Linked DNA regions of Mus musculus: regions 1, 3 and 4 are each linked to region 2. The links are chromatin contacts, called in public promoter capture Hi-C maps. All regions are on one chromosome and are shown on one strand. Each heading gives the region's core, a stretch centred on a gene start, on an enhancer-like site or on the middle of the called end of the contact. The rest is flanking DNA. Distances are from core to core; before and after follow the strand shown. Region 1 overlaps Cobll1 (Cobl-like 1). Region 2 holds the start of Scn3a (sodium channel, voltage-gated, type III, alpha). Region 3 has its middle 83 kb from the start of Galnt3. Region 4 holds the start of Cobll1 (Cobl-like 1).

Region 1 (2,979 bases), core at 168-2,667, 450 kb before region 2:
CCAAGTGAAGGAATGGGTAAACAGATGTGACCTATCAAGTACAAGCAACTGGGCTGAGCAAAAGACAGGAGACATCAGGTACAGGGCCTGCAGCTCTTCAACCTACACTATGTGAGCAGTCATCTCCTCTGCCAATTTTAACACCACTCCTATCATTCTTCTGAAATAAGTACTACGGTAGAAGCCAATAAGATTAGAGCTAGATCATCCAGAAGGTGTTCCATGTGGCATCAACACCATTAGCTTGTGACTTTTTGTTCCTAATTAAAGTTAAGGCCCTCCAAGGAATTCCACGTGGCTGTGTTGGTCACAAGATTTGTATCAAACATATCTTGTGCAAAATTCATTATTAGTTAACAGTGACATTTATATCCTCTAGTTAATAAGCTCAGCAAATGAACACATTTTTCTCACACTCTAAGCCTTCCATTTCTTTGTTGCACCACAAGGTGCTTGTGTGGATTCCTGTGTTGCAATAAGTGCACACAGAAAGATGCCAGGTGTTAAGTCTTCAATGTTGCTATCATACATTGGGTCTCAGGAGTCATTCAATAGGAGTAGCTGTTGTGACCTGGTTACCACCAACCAAAGGTCCAGACTACAGAACTTTTTTTTATTAGGTAGAAGCCAGCCGTACATAGTTTTGCAATATAAGAACTTGAAGATTCTGGGAAATTTAGTTAGAAAATTTTATTCCTCAGAGAAAAAGAACACAGCAATGGACAAGTTCATTTAGTGTGGAAAGTTGATGGAAAGACTACAGCAGAGAGTAAAAACACCACAGAGTATCTAGGAGAGCCCAAGGTGACACAAGACACACAGAGGTTGAGCAGTTTCCATTTACATGCACACTGGCCCTTTTTTTGTGCAAAGAAAAAAAAAGACAAATTTTTAAGCCTATGCTATTTATGCCTTTGACAGACATGTACATTCTTCTTCTTCAGACACATCAGTGTTTCCGTCAGTCCCACCCTCCCCTCACTCACTGAGCTCTATTTATATAATCGTGGCTTGCTAGTGACAATCTTGGTTTTAACATTTTTAAGCCCAAAGATGAGAACTGAGCTCAGCCGTACATCTTCTACGAACAAGAAGAAAGTAGAACCTAGGATCGATCCAAAGTAAACGAGAATACATGGTGAAGATCGTGGTTCCCTGTAATCCGAACAAACTGGACTGACATGTTTCTAGGCACAGGTGAGGAGAACACCTTACAGATGAGCTGAACTTAGAACCCATGCCAAAGTCAAATGACAGCCAAAGTAATACACTGGGGGAGGAGGGCATTTCAGTTCAGCCCAGAGAGAAAGCCAAAGCTATCAAGAAAGCTTTATCCCTCCCTACACACTCATACCACGGCCATGCTTCCTCTGACCTGGCTACTGTTACTGCATGCTGCTGAGTAGAGAAGGGCACACCTACTCATGCAGCCTTCAACACCAATGTAGGCCAGAGGCTATGTAAGCCTTGGACTTCTGACTTCAGTGTTCTGCTGTGACCTAGTGTAAAGCTTAAGGCACAGGCAGCCTTTTGCTTACTGATAGACAAGGAAGAGAAACGTGTATTCAATTTACAAATGGTCAAGAGCTCTTGTTCTTTGAAGATTTTTCTTCTTTAGAGGTTAAAATATAATTAGCAGGTCCCTTTACTTTTAGGTTTGAAGCACACCTGAAAGTGCCAACAGAGGGCTTGAGTGTAGATTAATGGAGTGTTCTCTGTAGAAGTTGGCCTGGAATAGGAAAACTAAACACATAAGCAGGCGCCGCTGCCTCGCTTTTCGTGGCCATGACTCCTTAACAAACCTTAGAAAAGTTACAAAGAAATGATGCACATTATGCATGGGAAAAAGGAAAGAATATACTGTGCTGGTAGATTTTTTCAGATGCATTAATCCACTCATAGCTTTGGAAGTAGAGCCAGATGTACTCATATATCAAGCTGCAACTGTCATGGTAACCACAGTTCCTAGGCAACTGTTGAACTCCGTGTGGGGTCCACTTTCCATACAATAAATACAAGACGCGAGCAGGAGAGAAAATAAAGTGTTACATGATAGCCCAAATTAAAAAAAAAGCAGGAAGAGAAATATTTCTTAACGAGTACAAATACATAATCTATTACAACAGGGAGTACAACCTTAATTGGTCTGCATAAAATAACTGGAAAAATTCACCAAGTAAAATAAAAAACAGATGTTTACTTGCTTCATGGGCATATCATCTGCTTCTAAACCAAATTAAGTAGGGAAAAAAAATAAAGATAAAACTGTGTAAAAGAGGCATGCAAAGCATTCCTAAAAAATTGAGTCAGCCACTGAAAAACGAATACTCTGGGTATTAAGTTTCACTTGCATAATATCAGATGGCAGGAAGTCTTGGTTTCCCAATATTCGAATGTTGTCTGTGGCAGCACACACATTGAGACCAAATGAAATGCTCAGTAGAGGTTATCCCTTTACTGTGCTTCCAGCCACAAACCTACCCCAAGGAGGTTACACACCATGCCAGTGGCTGGGGACAGTTATTTACTGTTGAATGCAGAGGACTTGAAGCAGTAAAGCCACACTAAAGGTGGGAGTCAAAAAGTCTCCAAAGGTTTTGGGAATTCTACAGGTGGAGATTTCCAACAATTTCTTTTAAACTCTTCCACTTCCACTTGAAACATAAGTTTAAGAGACCAACTGATGGAAACAAGGCAGTCCTCTGCCGACTGATTTTGCTACAGGTGTCCTCAACAGACAGTAAATGGTTCTAGGACTCAGATTTCTATACTTAGTCTTATTCCCCAAAGCTGTCGATGTCATTTTGTTGACAATCTTACTTCATATGGTTACACGCACTTCATATAGGGATACAGTTACTGTTCCTATATATAACAAAAAAGGCCAAATACCATAGACCTTGTAACACAAATGACATTTCAAATCACGAGAAAAAGTCTGTTTGATAACACGTTCAAAAAGTTCTAGGAAAAACTGCT
Region 2 (3,228 bases), core at 692-3,191:
ACCATATGTGTAGAAGAATAAGCAAGACAAGCAACCAGGAGAAGTGAGCATCCAAGCCAGATGAGCAGCTAAGGAGGCACGGCAACTTTAAAAACACAATCAAACAGGTAGCATCCAGGGTCCAAATATAAATATCCATTCATAAATGCAAACTAGTCCAATCAACCAGCTCTGGCATTTACAAAGCACGAAGTTACTCACTTTCAATCACCTGCAGGCGTGGCGGGTACTGTACAATACATCTGAGCCAATTAGCATTTATTTCTGAAAACCCTTTCCAAGAAAACATTTTTCTTTACATCCTATAGTCAGTCGGAGCTCTGAAATATGTGAGACAAGGGCTTTCTGCTGAGGCAGACACTATTTTGAAATGTTTTAAGGGGGAGTGTATTGCCTCCCGATGTCATTTACTGAGTGAGATTGCTTGGTTTGTTCGCCAACATGATGAGAAAATATACTTCAGGTACCCCAAGGTATTTTTTTGTTTGTTTGTTTGTTTTAAGGCCCTTTGTTTAGTACCGACCAAAGCCTGGGTTGATATCACGGGTCTGTATTTCTTGCAGGACACACTGCTCAGAATAGATTAGATGTAATATTTCCATGCAGATTCTCCTCACAAACACTAATGGCTTCATCTTTGTCCTCACAAGAGACATTACACTACCTATTGCACACACACACACACACACACACACACACACACACACACACACACACACACTCACACACACTCACACACACACACACACTCACACATGAGAGAGAGAGAGAGAGAGAGAGAGAGAGAGAGAGAGAGAGAGAGAGAGAGCTTTGTAATCTTAAAAACTTGTCTTTCCACTACTGCCTGTAGGTCTTCTGCTAATGTAGCAGTGTGATCACTGAATGGAACATTATGAGTGTGGTGTAAAACATTTCAGTGACAGGCACAGACTCTACACAATGTAAATTATTCTCATTTGGTCTCAAGTGAGTTTTCCTGGTGATTGGTAGTAATAGTACTGATAATAAAAACCAACCATGAAATGTTCCAGGAAGGAAAGAAACCTACCCAGCTCTCAAGCTTCTGGCTGTTAAAAGGTAACAAAACAGGAGGGTATGGGACATACAGGAATTCATGGATCATTTCACTTTTACCAAATCAAATGTATTTTAATGTTACTCTGGGTGGTCTCTTTCCCTCTATGCTGATAAATTTCTAAGAAAAATAAGAATGTCTAAATAGCCAAACACCCTTATATATTGATATCACTGTCTGTATATGGCTTCTCCAGAGCTTCTAAGTAAATAAAATTAAATTGAATTTAAAAAAAAAATAAAGCACAGAAAAGGTAGCTCCAATCTCACTGAGCATTTAATGATTTAAAGATGCCGAATAGGCGGTGTCGTCCTGAAATCTAGTGGGTTGACATTAAGTCTAACAAAACAGATGTTCTCTCTATACAATGAACCCCAAACATCTGTTTCTTTCACAGACACACACTCCTTAATTCCTAGTCTGTATTGTAAGTCACCATTTCCAGACAGAGGCTGTTTCCTTTGAAAGATAAAGGAATAATAGTAAGCAGTTTACAAATCAAATGATACCTTTAGTTCTTATAATTTACATCTAAACATTAGGCTTTTAAAAATGGCAGCACGGGGAGGATTTTAAAATGAGAAGATGATCTGGTGGCTAGATTCTACGGTGCAAATAATTAAATGTTTTGTCAGCTTACCTGATGGAGAGCCTTAGGAATCACAGCTCAACAAAGGACAGCATCCAAGATGGTTAGAATGGAACGTGCCACCCCCAGTAGTTCTTCAGATTTGGGCCACAGGGATTTGCAAATTACATTCAATTTTTTTTTCTTGCTTTCTCTGTGGATATGAAAACAAAGAGACCTTTCCAGAATCCTTTCTGCTTATGCCTCCGCTTCCTGTTCTGAGATTCACTCTATGATACCCAACATATATCAGAAAACGGCCCTGGAAGGAAAAAAAAAAAAAAAAAAGAAAGAAAAAGAAAAAGCTGGCAGCATTCAACGTGTTACTGCCATCTACTGGCAGACACACGCCATTGCGCAAACGACAAAACACTCCTATTATTCTCCATCTCTTCGGAAGGCAGGAGGCAAACCTGTATGGAAACATTATGAATCATGTAAGGGCCCCACGGTGACAGCAGAGAGATGATGGAGGCGGGGGGGGGGGGTGGTGGGGGGTAACCTAGCTACCACACGAGTGTGCACAGTTAACCTTTCACGCCTCTTTATGTATTTACTTTTTAATTTTCTAGTTGTTTGATTAGGAATCACAGGTTTTCATAAAATCTTCTCTAAGTCTGCTCTTCCAAGATGAGGTCCCCCTCCACACAAGGTGAAAAATCTGGTTTCTTAGAAAATAGTACAACATATATGCAGATGTAAACTTTTCATATTTTTTATTTCTTTCTTTTGTTTTGGTTTTGAAGACAACCTCTGATCTGAATACCTTATTTATTTATTTATTTATTTATTTATTTATTTATTTATTTATTATTTTTTAGGTGTGTGTGGCATATATATGTGCTCCTTTAGGGGGTGTGTATGTGCTCATGAAGGGGCAGCGTAGGTGGGGGTTGACCTCAGGGGTCTTCCGTGATCTACCTCTAGCTCAGCCTTTGAGACATTAGGGCAGCAAATGCTTGCGACATTGAAACAGAATCACGTAGTCAAAGGGAAAATGACTTTTGTGAGTTGAGGGGGCTCTTAACAGCAGTTTTTGGTTTTACTTTTCACATTTAGAGAAAAATTATCTCATTAAACATGGAATTAGACTGAAGCAGCAAACTCCCCGCCTCTGTCCCCACTGCTGGGGTAGAATCAGCACCGTAGCAGGCCTGGTCTTGGACGGTGAGGATTTTTTAAAAAAATTCTTATTGATTCTTTGTGAATTTCACATCATTAGCCCCAATCCTACTCATCTCCCCATCCCTTTGTATCAGCCTTCTGCCCCTGCAACATCTCCCAAAAGAAAGAAAGAGAGAGAGAGAGACAGAGAGAGAGAGAGAGAGAGACAGAGAGACAGAGAGACAGAGAGAGAAAGAAAGAAAGAAAGAAAGAAAGAAAAAGAAAGAAAGAAAGAAAGAAAGAAAGAAAGAAAGAAAGAAAGAAAGAAAGAAAGAAAGAAGATCTCTCACCTTGGAAGCTGAGGTGTGTCATTGCAGTGAGTCATTGGTCTGGTTCGAGGCCTCTGGCTTCTGCTACTCCA
Region 3 (2,845 bases), core at 157-2,656, 470 kb after region 2:
CTTACCTATCAGACAGCAAAGTGGTGAGAAGTTTGGCATTTTAAGAGGGCAAAGTGCTCTAGAGGATATAAGATATAAGACAGGAATGGATAAAAGACAGGAATCAATTGTGAATAGCCAAGATGCCTATCTGTCTCACCTTTGTTTGCAGTACATGGCTTTGCACCTACAACCAAAAGCCCCAAGCTCGAGTCAAATGGATAAGAGCCCAGCAAAGCATCAATGGTCATCTGAACAATGGCCGTGGGAATACAGCGGGTTCAACTGAAGGATGGAGTCAAGGATGACAGACAGATGGATTGTTTCATTTGCTCCCTTCGTCCTCAGTGGTGTGTGGCTGTGAGCTAGAAACACTGAGGAAGGAGTGACAGGTGGCTGGAGGGAAGGATAGCAGGAGAGGATGAATTTGAAAGCCCCACTAATCACCCTCCTCAATGAGGCGCTGTCTGTTGAAATTTCAACACAAGGTCTGCACTCGGATGCTTCTCAGAAACCTCTTCTGTGCACCCTGTTCCTTGGGGTCATCACTAACCTGCTAGTATGAAGCAGCCTCTGTTTCTTTGTCAAGTTCCCTCCGATAAAGCAAAGCAGTAAGCCAATTACTGAGATCATTCAGATGAAAATTTTACTTTTGCCTGAATTAGCCAGAGAATTGAGGCGTAAATGGACCTTTTCACTTGACTGATTGGGATAATTGCTTCGCTTTGCTAGGGGAGACCTATCTTTGGAAGTCTGTGTTTGGCCACCAAAACATGTTTGTAATATCCATTATCGTCGTTTCTTGAAACAGCCACGCGTGGCTAGTTGCCACACTCAAAAGCTTGTAGGCAGCTTTTGAGGTTGTTGAAACAGTGGGGATGGGAGTCAGATGGCATCTCTGAGACGCTCAGTTGCTTGAATTGTTTCCGTTTTGGCCATCTCTAAAACATGTCAGCTCAGTCCTGCTGAGCATCCAGGGAAGTCAGGGTTGGGGGTCGGAGAAGTTGGGGGGGATAGCGTGGTTGCGCAAGTCAGTTCGGTGGATAAAACACACGCGCGCGCACGCGCGCACACACACACACACACACACACACACACACACACAGAGTAAGAATTACCTCCAGGTGCACAGGAACAAATGGCTGTTCCTGAAAGGGCTGGGTGGGCGGACTTGAGAGAAACGTGTAATTTACATTTAATATTGAAGGAGTGAGAGGACTTCATAAAGAAACCTGAGCAGGAGCAGGCAATTAGTAACAGCAGCGGGACTGGCAGCCAAGCCTTTGGCCTGCGTCCTAGGAAATGGAAGCTTTGGCTTAACAGCGTGGAGCACTGGAAAGAAGAAATCTAAAAGCTCAGCCTTGAGCTCTGCGGCAGCCTTTCCTGCTGTGGTGGTGATGTGAGCCTATAGGGTACAGTATGCTCAGCAGTGGCCTAGAAAAGCAACTGAACAAGATGGACACCAGAAAAGCCCCGCAGACCTCAGATCTCTGCAATCACTTTGTGATGGCGCCCCTTACTGGTCAACAGGCAGAACACCAGAGGTCTACATCCTGAATGGAAATACGAGGTTTTCACTCAGGTGATCCCTGATGTTTCTGCGTTAAAATAATAATAATAATAATAATAATAATAATAATAATAATAATAACGATTTCATTATAAGATATTTTATTGTATTCTGAATAATGAAATAAAGGAAAGAAAATAATAGCTGTGGCTTTAATAAAACCCATCAGCTTTATTCATTGAATTGTGTTTTAAAAGAGTTAAATGCTAAGTTTCATGTTTATAAAATGACTCCTTTAAAATTTTAAATTTTATTCCACACAGATTTTCAAAACACTAGAAGACACATACAAACCATAGAACTGATCTTTCTCAAGTAACCCGCTCCTCAGATTGTAATAAGGAAGTTGGCATTAAAATAATCAGTTTCTTTTTTTTTTTTGGTTGCTATTGTTTTATTGTTTGAGATATTGCTTTAATTATGATAAATATGACAATATGACAAAGCCCTTAAGGAATGCTTGACATTTTGTCACAATCACAAGCCATTGAAAAATCCACTTTATTAAAATATAGATGAACTGAGAAAAATCAAGCCATTGTATCTAAAGTTATAAAAATTGAGTGTTCATATTTCACATTGCTCTGAAGGTCATTAAAATATCAAATAATCCATAAAGCATAGCTCACCTTTTTTTCTCAGCAGATTTACACATAGTGTCAATTTACTAAAAGTGAGGCCTAGAATATTTTCCTTCATAACCTTAATGTCATTGTACTGGCAATATTCAATATTTTGTGTATATTTTAATATCAAGAAGTCTTTGGAGACCAAGATAGTTACTAGTAGCCGAACAACATTTTCTTTTAACATAAACCAACCGTAAGCTATCTTACTGTGCAAAACAACATCAGCACGAAAAAAGTTCCTACAATTTCGCAGATATTTAAAACAAACAAACAAACAAACAAAACCAAACCCAACTCAGTAGATTCTGCACTTGGTAGATTTCTTCTTGTACAATATCCCTAAAAATAATTCATTTCAGATATATCCTTTCTGTGAACTCTTTTTACTAGTATATTTTTAGTCACAAGATTCTAGAATGTGTTAGAGAAGCAAGGGACACCCAAAGCCCCCACAGCATGGACTCTGGTCTGCCTTCAGGCCTGCCCTGAACGAACGGGCAAAGCTTTGCCCTGTTTCTTCCTCCTCAGACAGTGGGACTCAAAGAGCTTTTTGCCACCCTGGACACTCAGAGAGGCGGACATCCACAATGTTCCCTTAGGTTTCTACCTGGGAGTGACAGGTGTCCCTCCCACTCAAACATTGCAAAGTCCATCACACTGACACAGA
Region 4 (3,064 bases), core at 416-2,915, 330 kb before region 2:
CTACAGCAATAGGGGATATTTGCATGGAGGAGATCGAAATTTAGAGGAAAAAAGAACGAATTCATACACTGCATGTTTCCTCTATGTAAGCATTACACTAAATATCTGTTAGATTAGTCATGTTGCCTTGAGACTCTTCCATGTTTCCTCTAGACAACTGCCAATGCTCGCATGGCCTCTGATGAATAAACATGCTGTGACTTGCTCCTAAGGAAACGCCTGTCATGTTCCAGGGAAAAATGACTTCTTCACTCTTAAACCAGGGGAAAAAAAAAAAAAAGAACGACTTTCATTCATTGCTTACAAAGTCGCCTGTTCCTTAATGTTCCAATTTCCGGAATTTTCATACTCTGCTTAAGGCATTTCTAGGTTCTGATTAACAAAGAAAAAGAGAAACTGGGGGTGCTTTATGGCAAAGAGGCTACATGACAGCAGTGAGGCGGTCTCACCTAGGACAGGGTTGTGTAGCTTGACCATTTACTACGACAAAGGTTATTCTCAAGTTCTCCTTGGCCCTTGCAGGACTACCTGTTCCCACCACTGTTTACCCAAACGTTTAACAGAGTGATGTTTAGCATATTTGGCAGGAAGGCATGCTTCATTTAATATTAACTCACCATGTGACAGCCCCTTCCCTTCCAATCGCTCCTCAAACACGTGACGGTAAAAAAAAAAAAAAAAAAGTATAGGTGTTTGCCAATGCGACTGACTTCGCACTCGGCTTTGGCATCACCAATTGGCCAGAAGCACATACACACACACACCCCCAGTCAGAGGCGAGCACCCCGCCTGCTCCCGGAACTGTCAAGCCGGGCTGACAGCTGGCACACCTTGCTGCGCCCTCCGTGGACTTTCAGGAAGCCCCTTCCTTGCAGTCACCTTGACAGAAACCATCCTCCTGGGCTGGAGCGCTTGGCTGTGGAAACTTTTCCTTCCTTTCCCGGAGCGCGCTTACAGGTGTCGTCCCCCCCGCCGCTACAGAGCCCCAACAAGGGGCCCTTTGTTACCACTTTTGCTCCGGGACTCCTCACCCAACGCCTGCCATTCGCCTGGCCTTCCGTAACCCCGATCGGAAAGCTTGCCCAAAGTACCGAACCCCCCACCCCGACTCGTCCGGGAGGACGCAGTCTCCCGCCCGCGTGTGGGTCGGCCCGGGAGCCCGGCGGCCCCGCGGGGAGCTCGCCTCGGGCAGGTGAAGCGCGCGAGGCCTCGGCGGCCGGGAGGGAGGCTTACTTACCCTGCGGAGCCCGCGGGCTGCATGGCGGGGGTGCGGGGCGCGCTGCGGGGTAGGGGATCCGGGACGCTGCGGTCCATCGCGCTGCTGGCCGCGGCGCGGGCTCGGGCTCGGAGGCGGCGCGTCACTGCTAGGGTGGGAGAGGCCGGCGGGTCAGGGCGGGAGCGGCCGGGCCAAGAGCCCGCCTCGACCCACGGCAGCCAGGGGCGGCCCCGCCTCCCCGGGGCGCTTCCACCTGCCGGTCGGTCCCTGCCCGAGGGCGCCGCGACGACGGCTACAGGTCCCCGCCCCGGCCGCAGCCCGCAGCCAGTCCCGGGCGAAGGGGCGGCGCGCGGCAGCCCGGGCTGTGAAGGAGGAGGAGGAGCGGACCGGGCGCGGGACGGTCGCCACGCCCGCAGTGCTTGGGCTCCAGCGGCCCGCTGCGCACCAACTGAATCCCGTGCAAACTTTTCCGGAGGAGCTGCGAACCACAGCGCCCCCGCCTTCCCAAGCCACTGCCCGCTTTAGGGGACCCGGCCCGTCCAGGCTCCGCTCCTCCCCCGCACGGCTAGCTCGGACGCCCGGAGCGAGCGCGCGGCGGAAAGCGGCCGGCCCCCGGCCGCCGCGCCCGCGCCCCAACTCACCCTGCCCCATGGCCCTGCCGGGAGCCCCGAGCTCGCAGCCGCCTCGGCCACCTCGCTCTGCAGAAGTGAGGGTGACGAGGTCAGCATCGGAGCGAGCAGAGCAGCCAGCCGGAGAGGGGACGGGTAGGGCGAGCGGGCGGGGACGTGGAGCGAGGAGGAATTTCCTACCCCACCCCGCACCCCTCCGCGGAGCACGCGGCTTTTAGGTACCGCGGGGGAGGCCGGTGGAGAGGAAGCGTCTAGGCTGCTCGTTTTAGTCCCCACTGACACTGAGTAGCTTTGGGAAGCCTCGCGAACCCAAGAGGAAGAGTGGGCGGACAGGGAGGCTACCTGGCCAGCAAAACCCCAGGGAGGACCCAAGCTGTAGCGGAAGTGAGGAGAGCTCATGGACCGAGTCCTGCTGATTGACCACCTGCAGTCTGACCTTCGAAGTGCAGGATTTTCTTTTTAACCTTACTGACCCCTACGGTTGCTAGCCCTTAAAAGGCACCTCTGACATTGTGATCTTTTTAATCCCTGGCAGGTTTAAGCTCGTCCAGTCTTCCCAGACATGCCTCTCTTGATGTAAACAGCCAACAGCTGGGATTTGAGGACTGGACGTTCTCATGATGACAGTCTATAAGCTAAGAAAGAACAGCAGAGATTTAGTGGCCTCCTGGAAGTTTCACAGGAATAAAGGAATCTCAGACAGTGCTTGCTTGTTTGTAGTTTCGGTTCCTGCAAGAGTTCTTCTCAGAGGAGACGTGCCACCTGACAACCGGGTGCATATTGTCTCCTTACCCTTAGACCCTTGCCAACTGTTTTAAAGTAAATCATATTGATGAGTCCAAAAGCGAACATCAGGAAATAATGCTAAATTAAAAATATATAAATGGATACCTCAAGTGGCAAATCTGTAGGCATAAAAACATGATGTAGGATAACAAAGGACTTAACATTTTTGGTTCACATTAAAATTAAACTAGTATTTATAACCCGTGCTTAATTAAAGGTTCTTTGTTGCTCATTCATTACAACCACCACCAATAATTTCTGGAACCAAAAGTACTAACTACTACTCCACATAATTGGATTTTGTCTCTTTCCTCTCCCTTGTGGTGAATATGGTCTCAGTACATCTTTGAATATGAAATGGAGGTGAAGATCGTGGTGACTTCTGCGATGACTGTGTTAGAACTCTATCATTAAAAGTTGCTTTTAAATAATT

What was found. Promoter capture Hi-C pulls out the DNA fragments that hold promoters and counts their contacts.
Region 1: a promoter capture Hi-C map of pre-B cells shows a contact between it and region 2. The contact joins the enhancer-like site here to the promoter of Scn3a in region 2. A contact is called at or near these places in 3 of 39 promoter capture datasets (the 3T3-L1 cell line, the C10 cell line and pre-B cells) and 2 of 115 datasets of contacts at active chromatin or transcription factors (large pre-B cells and pro-B cells).
Region 3: a promoter capture Hi-C map of hippocampal neurons shows a contact between it and region 2, with 2.4 times the contacts expected there. The contact joins the enhancer-like site here to the promoter of Scn3a in region 2. A contact is called at or near these places in 3 of 39 promoter capture datasets (embryonic stem cells, hippocampal neurons and stem cell-derived epiblast-like cells), 1 of 484 Hi-C or Micro-C datasets (the N1E-115 cell line), 1 of 115 datasets of contacts at active chromatin or transcription factors (astrocytes) and 1 of 9 other capture datasets (embryonic stem cells).
Region 4: a contact with region 2 is called in a promoter capture Hi-C map of 3T3-L1-derived adipocytes, with 7 times the contacts expected there. The contact joins the promoter of Cobll1 here to the promoter of Scn3a in region 2. A contact is called at or near these places in 9 of 39 promoter capture datasets (the 3T3-L1 cell line, 3T3-L1-derived adipocytes, the HPC-7 cell line and 5 more), 5 of 484 Hi-C or Micro-C datasets (bone marrow-derived macrophages, embryonic stem cells, group 2 innate lymphoid cells and 2 more) and 1 of 9 other capture datasets (liver).

Annotation. Positions count from the first base shown.
Region 1 is chr2:65,117,919-65,120,897 of GRCm38.p6, forward strand. The region is part of intron 6 of Cobll1 (Cobl-like 1); the gene reads right to left. Among named protein-coding and RNA genes, the nearest start is that of Grb14, 97 kb to the left of the region's middle. Within about 2 kb of position 1,418, at least 41 of the 459 cell types and tissues checked have an H3K27ac peak or open chromatin away from gene starts, as enhancers often do.
Region 2 is chr2:65,565,551-65,568,778 of GRCm38.p6, forward strand. Scn3a (sodium channel, voltage-gated, type III, alpha) reads right to left here and starts at 1,942. Exons shown (of 27, transcript NM_001355167.1): 1 at 1,716-1,942. All of the region lies in intron 2 of Gm34833 (a long non-coding RNA gene), which reads left to right.
Region 3 is chr2:66,040,870-66,043,714 of GRCm38.p6, forward strand. No RefSeq gene overlaps it. Among named protein-coding and RNA genes, the nearest start is that of Galnt3, 83 kb to the right of the region's middle. Within about 2 kb of position 1,407, at least 39 of the 459 cell types and tissues checked have an H3K27ac peak or open chromatin away from gene starts, as enhancers often do. A contact at or near this core is called in the N1E-115 cell line and hippocampal neurons, where this site is marked.
Region 4 is chr2:65,237,126-65,240,189 of GRCm38.p6, forward strand. It overlaps Cobll1 (Cobl-like 1), which reads right to left and starts at 1,666. Exons shown (of 14, transcript NM_177025.6): 1 at 1,238-1,666. The coding sequence starts at 1,314. It overlaps Gm13594 (a long non-coding RNA gene), which reads left to right. Exons shown (of 2, transcript XR_001783320.2): 1 at 1-957; 2 at 2,381-3,064.